Regions from separate parts of the Callithrix jacchus genome. Here region 1 is linked to region 2. The links are chromatin contacts, called in public Hi-C maps. All regions are on one chromosome and are shown on one strand. The core of a region is the stretch at or near the end of the contact, and the rest is flanking DNA. Distances in the headings are between cores, read along the strand shown. Region 1 holds the start of CECR2 (CECR2 histone acetyl-lysine reader). Region 2 overlaps LOC118150509 (a long non-coding RNA gene).

Region 1 (6,303 bases), core at 3,033-5,532, 160 kb before region 2:
AATTCAGTGTCACTCAGCTACTATTTCCCAGCTATACCTCCACCCATATGAAAAGCAAAAACATCTCATCTACAGCACAATTACATCCTGAGCATATTTAGAAATGACTAGATATGTTAATAGTTAATACTCAGTGCTGAGTGAAAGAATACAATGTTAACAGTTAACAACTTTCATCCCTGGTTGGTAACTATGGGTGGTTTTAATTTTTACCTGTATTTTATGATAATTTTCACTTTTATATAATTTTTTGTAGTCTTTTTACAACTAGGAATTTTGCTGAGGTAAGGCATTACTACCATATGAACAGGTTTCTCGTCTAAAACTAAGAATCAAGTATGTCGACTCTTCTAAAGCAATCCTGTAAATTCCAGATGGATTAATAGAGTAAAAAGTGTTTTTATTTAATACATACAAAAATTAAAATATGTTTTAGTGACAGTTATCTGAGTGGAAGGTCTTAATCTCTTGGAGAACTGCAGCATGAACCCTGCTGGCCCATCTTGGAGATGCTTCACTTTAGATAAATGGAACCCAAGTCCTTGAGGATTCTCCTTCTCAAATTTTCTATAAATCCATGGATTCAGTCTGGTGGTCAAGGGTAAAAATGAGATCTTTCCGATGGCTGAAAACTGGTTTCCCGAAATAAATGATCTCCAACTTTTACCACTTGCTATGATTCATCATTTTTATCTTTTAAAGTTGTAGTAAATTAAGACTGTAGGGCCTCTTCACGTGGCCTAACAGGTATGGCTCAGCGTTGGAATTTATCTTTATTCTATTACTATTATTATTACCATTATTTGTTTCTGAGACACAGTTTCACTCTTGCTGCCCAAGCTGGAGTACAATGGTGAGATCTTGGCTCACTGCAACCTTTGCCTCCCGAGTTCAAGCGAGTCTCCTGCCTCAGCCTCCCAAGTAGCTGAGACTGTATATAAAAAATTACCCTGGCTAACTTTTTGTATTTTTAGTAGAAACGGTGTTTCACCACATTAGCCAGGCTGGTCTCCAGCTCTGGACCTCAGGTGATCCACCCGCCTCAGCCTCCCAAAGAGTTGGGATTACAGGCATGAGCCACCATGCCCGGCCGTTTTTTATAAGGGTCTTCCACTGCGTCACAAAATCTAAACAAGGGATTGTTTCTCAAACTGTCAAGACCATAAACTATTAGATTAAAATAAAATCACCTTAGAAAAATTAAAATAAAAATAATTATGTACACTTACAGAAACAGAATTGATAGTGTTTTCGTTGAGTTCTGTACTGTCAACAGGTTAAATGTATTAGAAGTCTGAAAAACACGTTTTGTTTCTGAAACGGAGTTTCACTTTTGTTGCCCAGGCTGGACTGCAATGGCGTGATCTCAGGTCACTGCAACCTCTGCCTCCAGGGTTTAAGCGTTCTCCTGCCTCGGCCTCCCAAGTAGCTGGGATACCAGCGCCCACCAGCACACCGAGCTAATTTTGTATTTTTAGTAGAAACAGGGTTTTACCATACTGGTTAGGCTGGTCTCGAACTCCTGACCTCAGGGTGATTCGCCTGCCTCAGCCTCCCAAAGTGCTGGGATTACAGGCCTGAGCTACCACGCCCAGCCAAGAAAATACATTTCTAAATCTTAATTTTTTTCGTCCGACATAATAATCTATTCCAACAAAATTCGATTTTTTGATAACTACTAAAACCCTTAAGTTAACATTTCCATTTGCTGTATCAAAACATACCTAACAAGAGATGGATCAGACAAGAACTACAGGAAAGAAAAGTCACTTTCATTTGTTATCCACTGACTTAACATCTCCTAATGAAAACGAGTGTGGATAGTTTTTAAACCTGCACATGTTGGAAGCCAAATATTCGTTTCCGTTGCATGCATTTCAAAAACCATGTATTTTAGCCCAAAAAACTGTCATTTCCAGGAAATGCTGAAGTCAAAAGAGAAGACAGTCATTTCAACGAGCCTTGATTATTCACCACATAAACTACGGTGATTTTTCATTTGTTATACATATAAATTCGCCTCTTTAATCTGTTTACATTTCCTTTAGGAATTAAGGCAGCTAATTCTCAGAAACTGCAAGTTTATTTCTTACAACAGAGAACAAGCTATTTACAGGTTACTCTATATATGCTGCGAGTACTTAAGGCAAAATGAGCTACCTCTATTTTTCCATCAACAAAATGGGAATACATGGATTCTGAGACGTGAAGTTTCACCAACAACATTTTTAGGATGGGTCTTTAAACTCTGAACTCATAATCCCAGCATCACCTCAACTTTACTACGTTGTATGAAAGAAAACGGGCTAGGTGCAAGTCTCCCCGTACCCAAGATGGCCCTGTCACAGGCGGCACCTCCCACCACAGCCACCATTTTGACTGCAGGACATAATTAAGCTACTCACGATTTTGTACGAACTGAAAGAAAACGCAAGACATCAGAGTAATTGAGAAACATCCCTTGACCTTTAGGATTCCCAACTCTTTTTTAGCTTTCGTGGCTCTGTTTGTTCGTCAATATGACTCAAGAACATTTTCATTAATAAAATTATGTTTGCTACATTCACGTTCAAACTTTGAAAACTGCGGCGCTGCGTAAAATGTCCAAGTTATTACCTCTTCCTAAAAAGTAGAGAAGCCCACGATTTGCTCACATTGTTTCAATCAGCTTAAGGAACTCAGAATCGCCAAAAGCCAGTGAGTAGCCCTAGGTTATCTGTCCACATTCCTCTTCTTTCTCCCATCCCAAACCCTTTTGATCTTTTTATTTTCTCGATTTCATTAACTTCGGCGAGAGCAAGCTGCCGCACTTCATTCATAGGAGAAGCAACTGATATTTCAGCAAACACGACTGAATCTAAAAATAAGGGTGAGGCAAAGAGCTCAGGAATAAACGAGTTGAAATCAACCCGAAAATGGCACAAAGTAAGAGCCTGGGGCTAGGGAGGCAACAACGATCTGCTCATCCAAAAGAGTGGCTCTAATTTTGATTACTGCGTCGGCGAACCCATCGCAGCATGGAAAACAAAAATTGACCAACGCAGTTGCGATTCACCTTTGTCCAAAGGCAAAAGGTGAAAAGTCACGACTTGTATTGCCACAGGTAATTCAACCTGCCAACCAATCGACTATTTCTCAGCTCCTTCCAAACACAAAATTAGGAGAAAGGGCTGCCGCTGCGCTCAGCACGCTCCCGCCACCCGTCGCGCTCATCCAGGACCCTGGGGTTTCAGCCCAGTTATCACAAAGCCCCGGGCTGGAAAGCACCTCCGGCCTGGCCAGAAAGGCCAGCCCGCCTCTGCGCTCGCCCCGGGGCATAATGGTGGCGAGCTCAACTCCAAGGGCTCCCGAGCCCCGAGATAAAGAGGCTGAATATTCCGAGAGGAAGAGCGCTGTGGAAGAATAACGGAGTCCCAAACTTTCCCTCCGCAGCCCCGGAGCCCTGCGCCCAGGCCCGGTCCCCGCCGGCCCGAAGTTGGCCAGAGCGCCTCCCGGGAGTTTAAGGCCTCCGGGAGTCCCCGCCACGCGCCCGCCCGAGCGGGGCGAGCCCTCCCCGCCGGCCGCGGCCGCCTAGCGCCGGGTCCAAGTTAATCCCGCGCAGCACGCCCCCCCCCCACCCGGCGCCCGGCCCCGCCGGAGCAGCTGGCTCGCGCCTCAATGGCACCGGGCGGCGAGCGCGCGCAGCTCTCGCGCCCACACTAAGCCCCGCCGGAAAAGTCCCGGGAGGGCCGCGGGGTCCCGCTCCCTCTCCCACAAAAGCACTGGCCCGCCCCGCCCTCGCGCCGCCCGCTCCGCCGCCCCAGGAACCGGCGTCCCCATCCGGACGCCCGCACTCGGCACCCGGGGCACAGCTCGGCGACCCCCGCCCGCTCCCCTGCCCTTCCGCGCTCTCCTCCTGGCCCCGGACTCCCAGCCGAAGTCCCTCGGGCCCCGGCCCCTCCGCGCGAAGGCCCGGGACACCCCGCGCGGGGCAGGGGGAGCAGGGGGCGCAGCGCGCCGCCTCCCGCCCGCGCAGCCACTTACCTCGATCTCGAAGTCGGGCAGGCGGAACGCGGTGCGAAAGAGCGAGCAGAAGTGCGCGATGGCCGGGACCTCCCACCAGGAGCGGAGCTCGCCCAGTCCGGCCGCGCCGCCCTCCTCCGGGCACATCTCCTCGCCGCGGCGCTGGCGGCGGCCCCTCGCTGCCCGCGCTCGGCCCGCCGGCCTGGGACTCCCGCCGCGGCAGCGCCGCAGCCTCCGCGCGGTCCTCGGCGGGGGCGGCGGGGCGCTCCTCCCGCTGCTGCCGCCGCTCGGCGAGTGCAGGAGCCGAGGGCGGGCGCCGGGCGGGGGGCGGCGGCTCGGGGGCCCGAGCTACTGAGGCGGCTGCGGCTGCGGCTGCCCGCCGGGTCCGCGCGCTCGCCCCATCCCGCCGCTGAGGCGGCGGCCGCCCCCAGTCCCCTACAATATAATCAAGTCCCCGCCGGGGAAACAGATGGGGCTGGGGGCGGAGGGGCCGGACGCGAAGCCGGGGGGGAGGGGCCGCCCACGAGGAGGGGGCGGGGCTGCCCGCGCCACAACAACAACCCCCGCCTCCGCCCCACCCCCGCCCGGACAGCTGCACCGCCGGGGAGGGGAGGGGGAGAGGAGGGGGCTCGCGCCCCCGCGCCCAGGACCGCGGGGCCCGGGGGCGCGGGTCGCTTCCCGAAAACTCTCAAACGGCGCCCTCCGCCCGCCGGTGCTTTGGGACTGGGGAGTTGAAGCACTTTCCCGAGGGAGCACGACCTGGGGCTTTCCCACCCCCACTGGGCCTGAGTGGTCGCGTCCTTTTAAAGGGCCCGCGGGGTGGTGCTTTCGGTCGGGCTTGATCCAGAAACGTGCACGTGTGGGAGTTCAGTTATTATTGATGCTGAGGGCAGAGCCGGAGCAGGAGCCGGCTGTCCACCCTAGAAATATGAGGCCTAGAGAAGTGAAGTGCTTTCCACCTGTTCCCCAACGCTTTTATTCCAGCCGAGAACGGCGCCCAAGGAGCTCTCAAGTGGCTCTTTTCTCCGAGGGAAGAAGGCGGCGGGGCTGATTGAGCTGGAACTAAGTAGGATGGAGTCCGGAGAGCGGCGGGAAGGGTGGGGTAGGGGGAGGCACCAATCAGCGGCCAAGCGGGAAGAGCGATTCCCCCCCCCCCCCGCGCCAACCCCAGGGAATGGACACGTGTGACCGCCCCGGAGAAGACGGGCTCGGAGCCCTACCACCGCCGGGCCGCGGAAGAGCTGCCTGGAAGAGTGCGCACAATGTACCTCGCAGGCGGGGGGATGGGGCCCTGGAGACCGGGAAGCCGAGGCGTGTGCTCGGGGGAGGAGACCCGCACGCCCAGGCGGAGGGATTGAATGTGCTCCTGGAGAAGGCTGTTGAGGTGTGTGCTTTAGAAATGCTAAGGGGGCCGGGCGCGGTGGCTCACGCCTGTAATCCGAGCACTTTGGGAGGCCAAGGCTGTGTATCACCAGGTCAGGAGTTCAAGACCAGCCTGGCCAACATTGTGAAACCCCCGTCTCTACTAAAAACAAAAAAAATTATCTGGGCGTGGTGGCGGGCGCCTGTAATACCAGCTACTCGGGAGGCTGAGGCAGGAGAATCGCTTGAACTCGGGAGGCGGAGGTTGCGGTGAGCCGGAAACGCGATCACGCTATTGCACTCCAGCCTGAGCCAAAAAAAAAAAGTCACTGGGTTTCCCTGCCTTTATCTTTTGTCATCGTTGGAAGCTGAGGGGCGAATGATTTGACCACCCTTTAGTACGGTAGTGTGTTTACTGTCGTTTACAAACACCACTCCAGCCCCCATTTAAAGGCTGAGCCGTTGTCCTGCCGCCTCCCACCACGGCCAAGCCTGGAAATCAGCAAGGTTGTCCGGGAACCGCACGCGCCCCCTGGTGCTGTTTCGAGATCCGCCCTGCATCTCGGGGCTTCTCCCTTCTGCTGCCCTTTTCTTTTCTTTCTTTTTTTTTTTTTTTTTTTTTTTTTTGAGACGGAGTTTCCCTCTTATTACCCAGGCTGGAGTGCAATGGCGCGATCTCGGCTCACCGCAACCTCCGCCTCCTGGGTTCAGGCAATTCTCCTGTCTCAGCCTCTTGAGTAGCTGGGATTACAGGCACGCGCCACCGTGCCCAGCTAATTTTTTGTATTTTTTAAGTAGAGGTGGGGTTTCACCATGTTAACCAGGATGGCCTCGATCTCTTGACCTCCTGATCCACCCGCCTCGGCCTCCCAAAGTGCGGGGATTACAGGCGTGAGCCACCGCGCCTGACCCCTCTGCTGCCCTTTTCTTCCGAGGGTT
Region 2 (6,246 bases), core at 2,535-5,034:
TTCCTTTTCCCCCTTTTGTCCTGTCTGTCTCAGAGGTTTTCCTGTGCCTGCCCTGTTTCTCTCAGGAAGCCTTGCCCTTTTCCATCGTGCCTCTAATCACAATTTATAATTGGACATTTACTTCTGTGTCTACAGTCTCGCCCTGCCAGACTGCAAGCCCCCCGTGGGCAGGCACTCGTGATTGTTTCTGATTGTTTCACACACGCTACTAACTCAGAGCCTGAGCCCAAACCCAGTTAGTATTCAATAAACAATGCATTGCGTGAGTGGGTGTCTCTGTGTGTTCAGCTGGCTGCCGAGGAAGCGGGGAGTAGAGCAGAGCCACCCGAATAAAAGACCTCGTGTCATCAGAGAGCAGCTCCGTGCCTGGGCTTGGGAGAAGGATGCAAGAAGCCAGCCCTGTCCTCACTCAAGGATGGCAGGGGATCAAAGAATTTCTTTAAAGCCCCAGGTGGGGCTGGGCGCAGTGGGTCACGCCTGTAATCCCAGCACTTTGGGAGCCGAGGCGGGCAGATCACTTGAGGTCAGGAGTTCGAGACCAGCCTGATCAACATGGAGAATCCCTGTCTCTACTCAAACTACAAACTTATTCGAGCGTGGTGGCACATGTCTGTAATTCCAGCTATTCTGGAGGCTGAGGCAGGAGAATCCCTTGAACCTGGGAGGCGGAGGTTGATGTTAGCCGAGATTGCACCACTGCATTCCAGCCTGAGCAGTAAGAGCAAAACTGCATCTCAAAAAAAAAAAAAAAAAAGCCCCAGCTGGATGTAAATGTCTTCTTATCCATCTTCCATGACTTGCACCAGAGCTCTCAGGCAGCAGCAAGCCCTCTCTCCGCTCCTAGTTTATCACCATTTGGTTCCTGGAACGGGGAAAAGCCTTGCCCACCGGGAGTCAGCAACCACAGGCTGTGCCCGGGTGGAAGAAGACAGCCTCTAGGGTCCTGTGTAACTCTGCAGGTAACTCAGTGCCTCACCAAATCCCTGAAGACCCCCTTTAGGTCCCAGCGCACTAACTTACGTTTAACAGTTGGTAGACGGACTTTAGGAGAATGGACTTGCGTAGCAAGTTGCCGTGGCTGCAGGGATGTCCAGCACAGGCAGATGCAGACAGCCTCTGGCCTGAACGTGCTGTGATCTCCGATTTGGCAAAATGAACCAGCAACAGTCTTGCCCATGGCCAGTTCTTCTTTCTTGCTTTTATTCCTCGTGGCCTAGTCCTCTCGAACTAAATGTCCATGGAGCATTCATCTGATCTTTTTGAAATAATTTCAAAACAAGTTGCAAGAATAGTACAGAAAATTGTTAACAGGCCAGGCACAGGGGCTCACGCCTGTAATCCCAGCACGTTGGGAGGCTGAGATGAGCGGATTGCCTGAGCCCATGAGTTCGAGACCAGCTTGGGCAACATGGCGAGACCTCATCTCTACTAAAAATACACAAATTAGCTGGGTATGGTGGGCGTGCCTGTGATCTCAGCTATTCAGAAGGCTGAAGTGGGAGGATCGCTTGAGCCCAGGAAGTGGAGGTTGCAGTAAGCTGAGATCGCACCACAAAAACAACACCACCACAAACCTCGAACATTCTCTTTGCCCTGGGTCCCCCAGTTGGGATGGGATCTTGCTATCCTGCCCAGCCTATCTCAAAGACCTGACCTCAACTCATCCTCCTGCCTCAGTTTCCCAAAGTGCTGGGATTACAGGCATGAGCCATGCAACCAGCTTGCAGGAATTTTTATGCCACAAAAGTCAGCAGATGTTAGAAATCCAGGCCCCACCAGCCAGCTGTTGCACATTAACATATGATGTTAATTTGTCTCAGTAGATGATACTGACTTTGATCAGTTTCAGTTGATTGCTGCCAGAATTTGCCACGGAAGTCACCGTTTTTCCCTTGGTAATTAACAAATATCTGGAGAGGAGCCACTGCATGTAACAGTCTTCACTCCTCCTTAAAACTTTACCTGCACCCGCGGAGCACTTCTGTCTGAATCTGTTACTCTCATGGTTGCTGTTCTGTTTACTGCCATGTAGCAAACATCCCAAAACGTAGTGGCTTAAAACAAAAACAAAAATGTGTGATCCCCCGCCCTCCCCGCCCAGTCTGTGGGTCACGGGTCTGGGCAGTTCCGCTTGGGGTCTCCTGAGGTCCTTGTCACAATAGAGGCAGAGCTGGAGCTGGTGGGCCCCCAGGGGGCGCGCTCAACACAGCCCCAGGGCTCAGCTGGTGCTTTCCTTATGGCTAGTCAGGCCCTTCCCAGCCTCTCAGGTAGTTGGGACCACGGGGCACACCACCACGCCCGGCTGTTTATTTATTTATATTATTATTTTTATTTTATTTATTTTTTATCTTATTATTATTTTTTTTTGAGACGGAGTTTCGCTCTTGTTACCCAAGCTGGAGTGCAGTGGCGCGATCTCGGCTCACCGCAACCTCCACCTCCTGGGTTCAGGCAGTTCTCCTGCCTCAGCCTCCCGAGTAGCTGGGATTACAGGCACACGCCACCATGCCCAGCTAATTTTTTGTATTTTTAGTAGAGACGGGGTTTCACCATGTTGACCAGGATGGTCTCGATCTCTTGACCTCGTGATCCACCCGCCTCGGCCTCCCAAAGTGCCAGGATTACAGGCTTGAGCCACCGCGCCCGGCCTATTTATTTATTTAATAGAGATGGGAGTCTCTTTGCTGCGCCGGCTGGTATTGAACTCCCGGCCTCAAGGGATTCTCCTGCCTGGGCCTCCCAAGGCGCTGGATTACAGGCCTGAGCCACCTCTTCAGGCCAGTATGTTACTTAAAATAGCATTCTAAAAATAGTTTACCCTCCTCAGTGCTTCCCTGCGTGGAAAGGGTGTAAAAATAACATCTGCGGGCTGGAAATGCTGCTGGAGCCAGGTGGGTGCAGAGGTGTGATTTGGGTTTGGCTGTGCTCGGAAAACACCAGGGCAGAGCTGCTGGTTTTTAATTTGTCCAGGCTTTTTAGGCAATGGCCTGTTCCTCTGGCACCTTCCGCTGGGTGGGACCCAGCCTTCCAAAAGACCTTTTCTGAGCAGCGGAGCAGAGACCTTCCGTGAGGGCCCCAGTTCAGCCAGGCCTCCCTGAGGCTAAGCCAGCCCCGGGTGGGGACGCCGGGAGGGACTAGAGTGTCTTAGATTCAAGGAACCTCAGAGCTGGGAGAGGCCTAAAGACCATCTTATCGGCCGGGTGTGGTGACTCAAAGTGCCTGTAATCCTAGCACTATGGGAGGCCGAGGTGGGTGGATCACCTGAGGTCAGGAGTTCAAAACCAGCCTGGCCATCATGGTGAAACCCCATCTTTAAAAAAAAAAAAAAAAAAAAAAAAAAAAAAAAAAAAACCATCTTATCTACCGGCTTGGCTTGTGTTTCAAATGACTGATTAAGGCCCGGAGAGGGTCAGTAACTCTCCCAGGTCGCACAGTGGGTGACAACAGGTATCAGTGCTGGTCCTGGGACACAGAGCTGTTTTCTTCGCTTGTCTGGGGTGGGTTTCGGGGCGCCCCCCAGTGAGCTCCCGGCCCGGGCAGTCCTGGCTGAGTTGGTTCGGGTGGCCTCCGCCCCTGATCTTCCGGGGTGCAGAGCCAGAGCGCAGCGGTCTCTGGGGCACCGCCTCGGGCCGGGCCGATCCTCCCGAGCCCTGCTCTCCCCGGCCGGGGGCAGCCCGGAAACAGCCTCAGTTTCCTGTCCCCTCCTTCCCCAGGAGGAAAGATGTAGGCGCCCAGGCCCCACCGGGGGCTCCCTTTGTCCCGGCGCGCCCGGCAGTCGGCTGCGGCCCCCCAGCCCGGTGGGTGCGGTGGCGGCGGGGAAGTGGCAGAACGCCGGCCGCGATTCGCTGGGGACTCTGTCCCCAAGCTCCGCGCAGCTGTGGAGCTGCTGCCCCCTGCCGGCCGCGCCCGGTCCCACCCCCGTTTCCACCGCGACCCGGGTGCCCTCGCCGTCCTTCGCGTCACAGCGGGCAGCGCCAAGCTACAGCTTCCCATAGCGGAGCGGGGTGGGGCCGCGGGACGGCACAGAGTTCCCCGCGGCCATTCCCACAGATCATGAATGGCCTCGCCTGTCTGCACGGTCCCCTCCCGGCCTCAACCCTCTGCCAGGCAGCATGGTCCCTGGTGACCTTGGGCCATCCTGGCTTCTGAGCATTTGCAGAACAGGCCGGGTGGTGGCGGCGCCTGTAGCCAGCACTCTGGGAGGTCCAGGCGGGGCTCAAGCCCGGGAGTCTAGACCAGCCTGGGGAACAGAGCAGACTCTTGTCTCTTAAAAAAAAAAAAAAAAAAAAAAAAAAAACAAGCCGGGCGCGGTGGCTCACGCCTGTAATCCCAGCACTTTGCGAGGCCGAGGCGGGTGGATCAAGAGGTCAAGAGATCGAGACCATCCTGGCCAACATGGTGAAATCCCATCTATAATAAAAACTACAAAAAAGCTGGGTGTGGTGGTGGTGTGAGCCTGTAGTCCTGGCTACTCGGGAGGCTGAGGCAGGAGAATTGCCTGAATCCAGGAGGCGGAGGTTGCGGTGAGCCTGGAGACTGAGCAAGACTCTGTCTCAAACAGGATAGGAGAGTAATGCAATAATTAACTTTAAATTTTAATTACATTTAAAATTAAAACATGAATCTATGTAAATCACCTTTCAAAATTTCCAAAACTATGAAAAGGAACACACTGGAAAGGCTTGTGCCCACCCGTTTTCCACCCTCCGCTTTCCCGTCCTACCCATTCTCCCACCACGCTTACTTGCTTGTGTTTCTTTATGCAAAATAAACAAAAGAAAATATACACTGCTTTCCCCACTCTGATATAAAAGACAGCACAGTATCCACACTGTTCTGAGCTCTTTTTTTTTGAGACAGAGTCTTACTCTGTAGCCCAGGCTGGAGTGCAGGTGCACATCTGAACTCACTGCAGCCTCCATTTCCTGGGTTCAGGCGATTCTCCTGCCGCATCTGGACCACAGGTGCACACTATCATGGCTGGCTAATTATTGTAATATTATTATTATTAATTTTTTTTCCCAAGAGGGAGTCTTCCTCTGTTGCCCAGGCTGGAGTGCAATGGTACAATCTTGGCTCACTGCAACCTCCATCTCCTGGGTTCAAGCAATTCTCCTGTCTCAGGTTCCTGAGTAGCTGGGACTACAGGCATGAGCCACCACCCCCCACTAACTTTTGTATTTTTAGTAGAGATGGGGTTTCACTATGTTGGCCAGGCTGGTCTCGAACTCCTGACCTGAAGTGATCTGCCCATCTCGGCTTCCCAAAGTGCTAGGATTACAGATCTGAGCCACTGCACCCCACCTGGATCTTAAGTCTTGTTAAGATTTAGGATTGATTCTTTCAGCAGGACCATTTAATGGGGTGTCCCTTCCTGTTTGCATCTGGTTAGTCAGTTCTCCAGAGAGATACAATGTATAGCATGGAGACAGATACATACATAGATAGATAGGGGACAGATAGATGATATTTTTTTTGCCCATAATCAAAACTTTATTAAAATATTGACACCAAAATAGGAGATCACTGTTGTATACCTTACAAAACCAAATGTAATTACATTATCTTGGTAGATTAATTAGAATGATGGAACTTATGATAAGGCTTTCTTAACACAAATTCAGGAAGCTGTTTGGATCATTAGTGTTGCTTTCTTTTTTTTTTTTTTTGAGATGGAGTTTCGCCCATTACCCAGGCTGGAGTGCAATGGCTCGATCTCGGCTCACCGCAACCTCCACCTCCTGGGTTCAGGCAATTCTCCTGGGTTTCTCCGCGCGCCACCATGCCCAGCTAATTTTTGTATTTTTAGTAGAGACAGGATTTTGCCATGTTGGCCAGGATGGTCTCAATCTCTTGACCTCGTGATCCACCCGCCTCGGCCTCCCAAAGTGCTGGGATTACAGGCGTGAGCCACCGTGCCCAGCCTCTAGGTGTCCCTTAATCCAGTCAAGCTGACACTGAAAATTAACCTTCACACCAATGAAGTGCAGCCAGGCTAAGGCTGGGACCCGTGTATGGCTGGAGCCGCAACGGTGGCAGCCAGTGGGGTCACTCAGAGTCAGGGCATGGGGAGATGGCACTGGTCAGTGGCTCCATCTGCTCAGCCCACTCATAAGCCTGGGCTCTGGAGGGCGACTGACTCCCCACAAACCTTTCCTCTGCCTGTCCCCGGAGTCCCTTCCCCTCCTATGGGAGTCTGTGGGCTTTCAGGAGCTGAGGCCCTTGCCTCATGCCAGTCTCCCCAGG

The links. Hi-C and Micro-C count contacts between places; a contact is called where the count stands out from the background.
Region 1: a contact with region 2 is called in a Hi-C map of skeletal muscle, with 7 times the contacts expected there. The contact joins the promoter of CECR2 here to the enhancer-like site in region 2. A contact is called at or near these places in 2 of 3 Hi-C or Micro-C datasets (both in skeletal muscle).

The regions. Positions count from the first base shown.
Region 1 is chr1:212,481,061-212,487,363 of calJac240_pri, reverse strand. CECR2 (CECR2 histone acetyl-lysine reader) reads right to left here and starts at 4,282. Exons shown (of 18, transcript XM_035282914.3): 1 at 4,024-4,282. The coding sequence starts at 4,149.
Region 2 is chr1:212,325,294-212,331,539 of calJac240_pri, reverse strand. All of the region lies in intron 1 of LOC118150509 (a long non-coding RNA gene), which reads right to left. Among named protein-coding and RNA genes, the nearest start is that of HDHD5, 14 kb to the right of the region's middle. Within about 2 kb of position 3,784, at least 12 of the 16 cell types and tissues checked have an H3K27ac peak or open chromatin away from gene starts, as enhancers often do. A contact at or near this core is called in skeletal muscle, where this site is marked.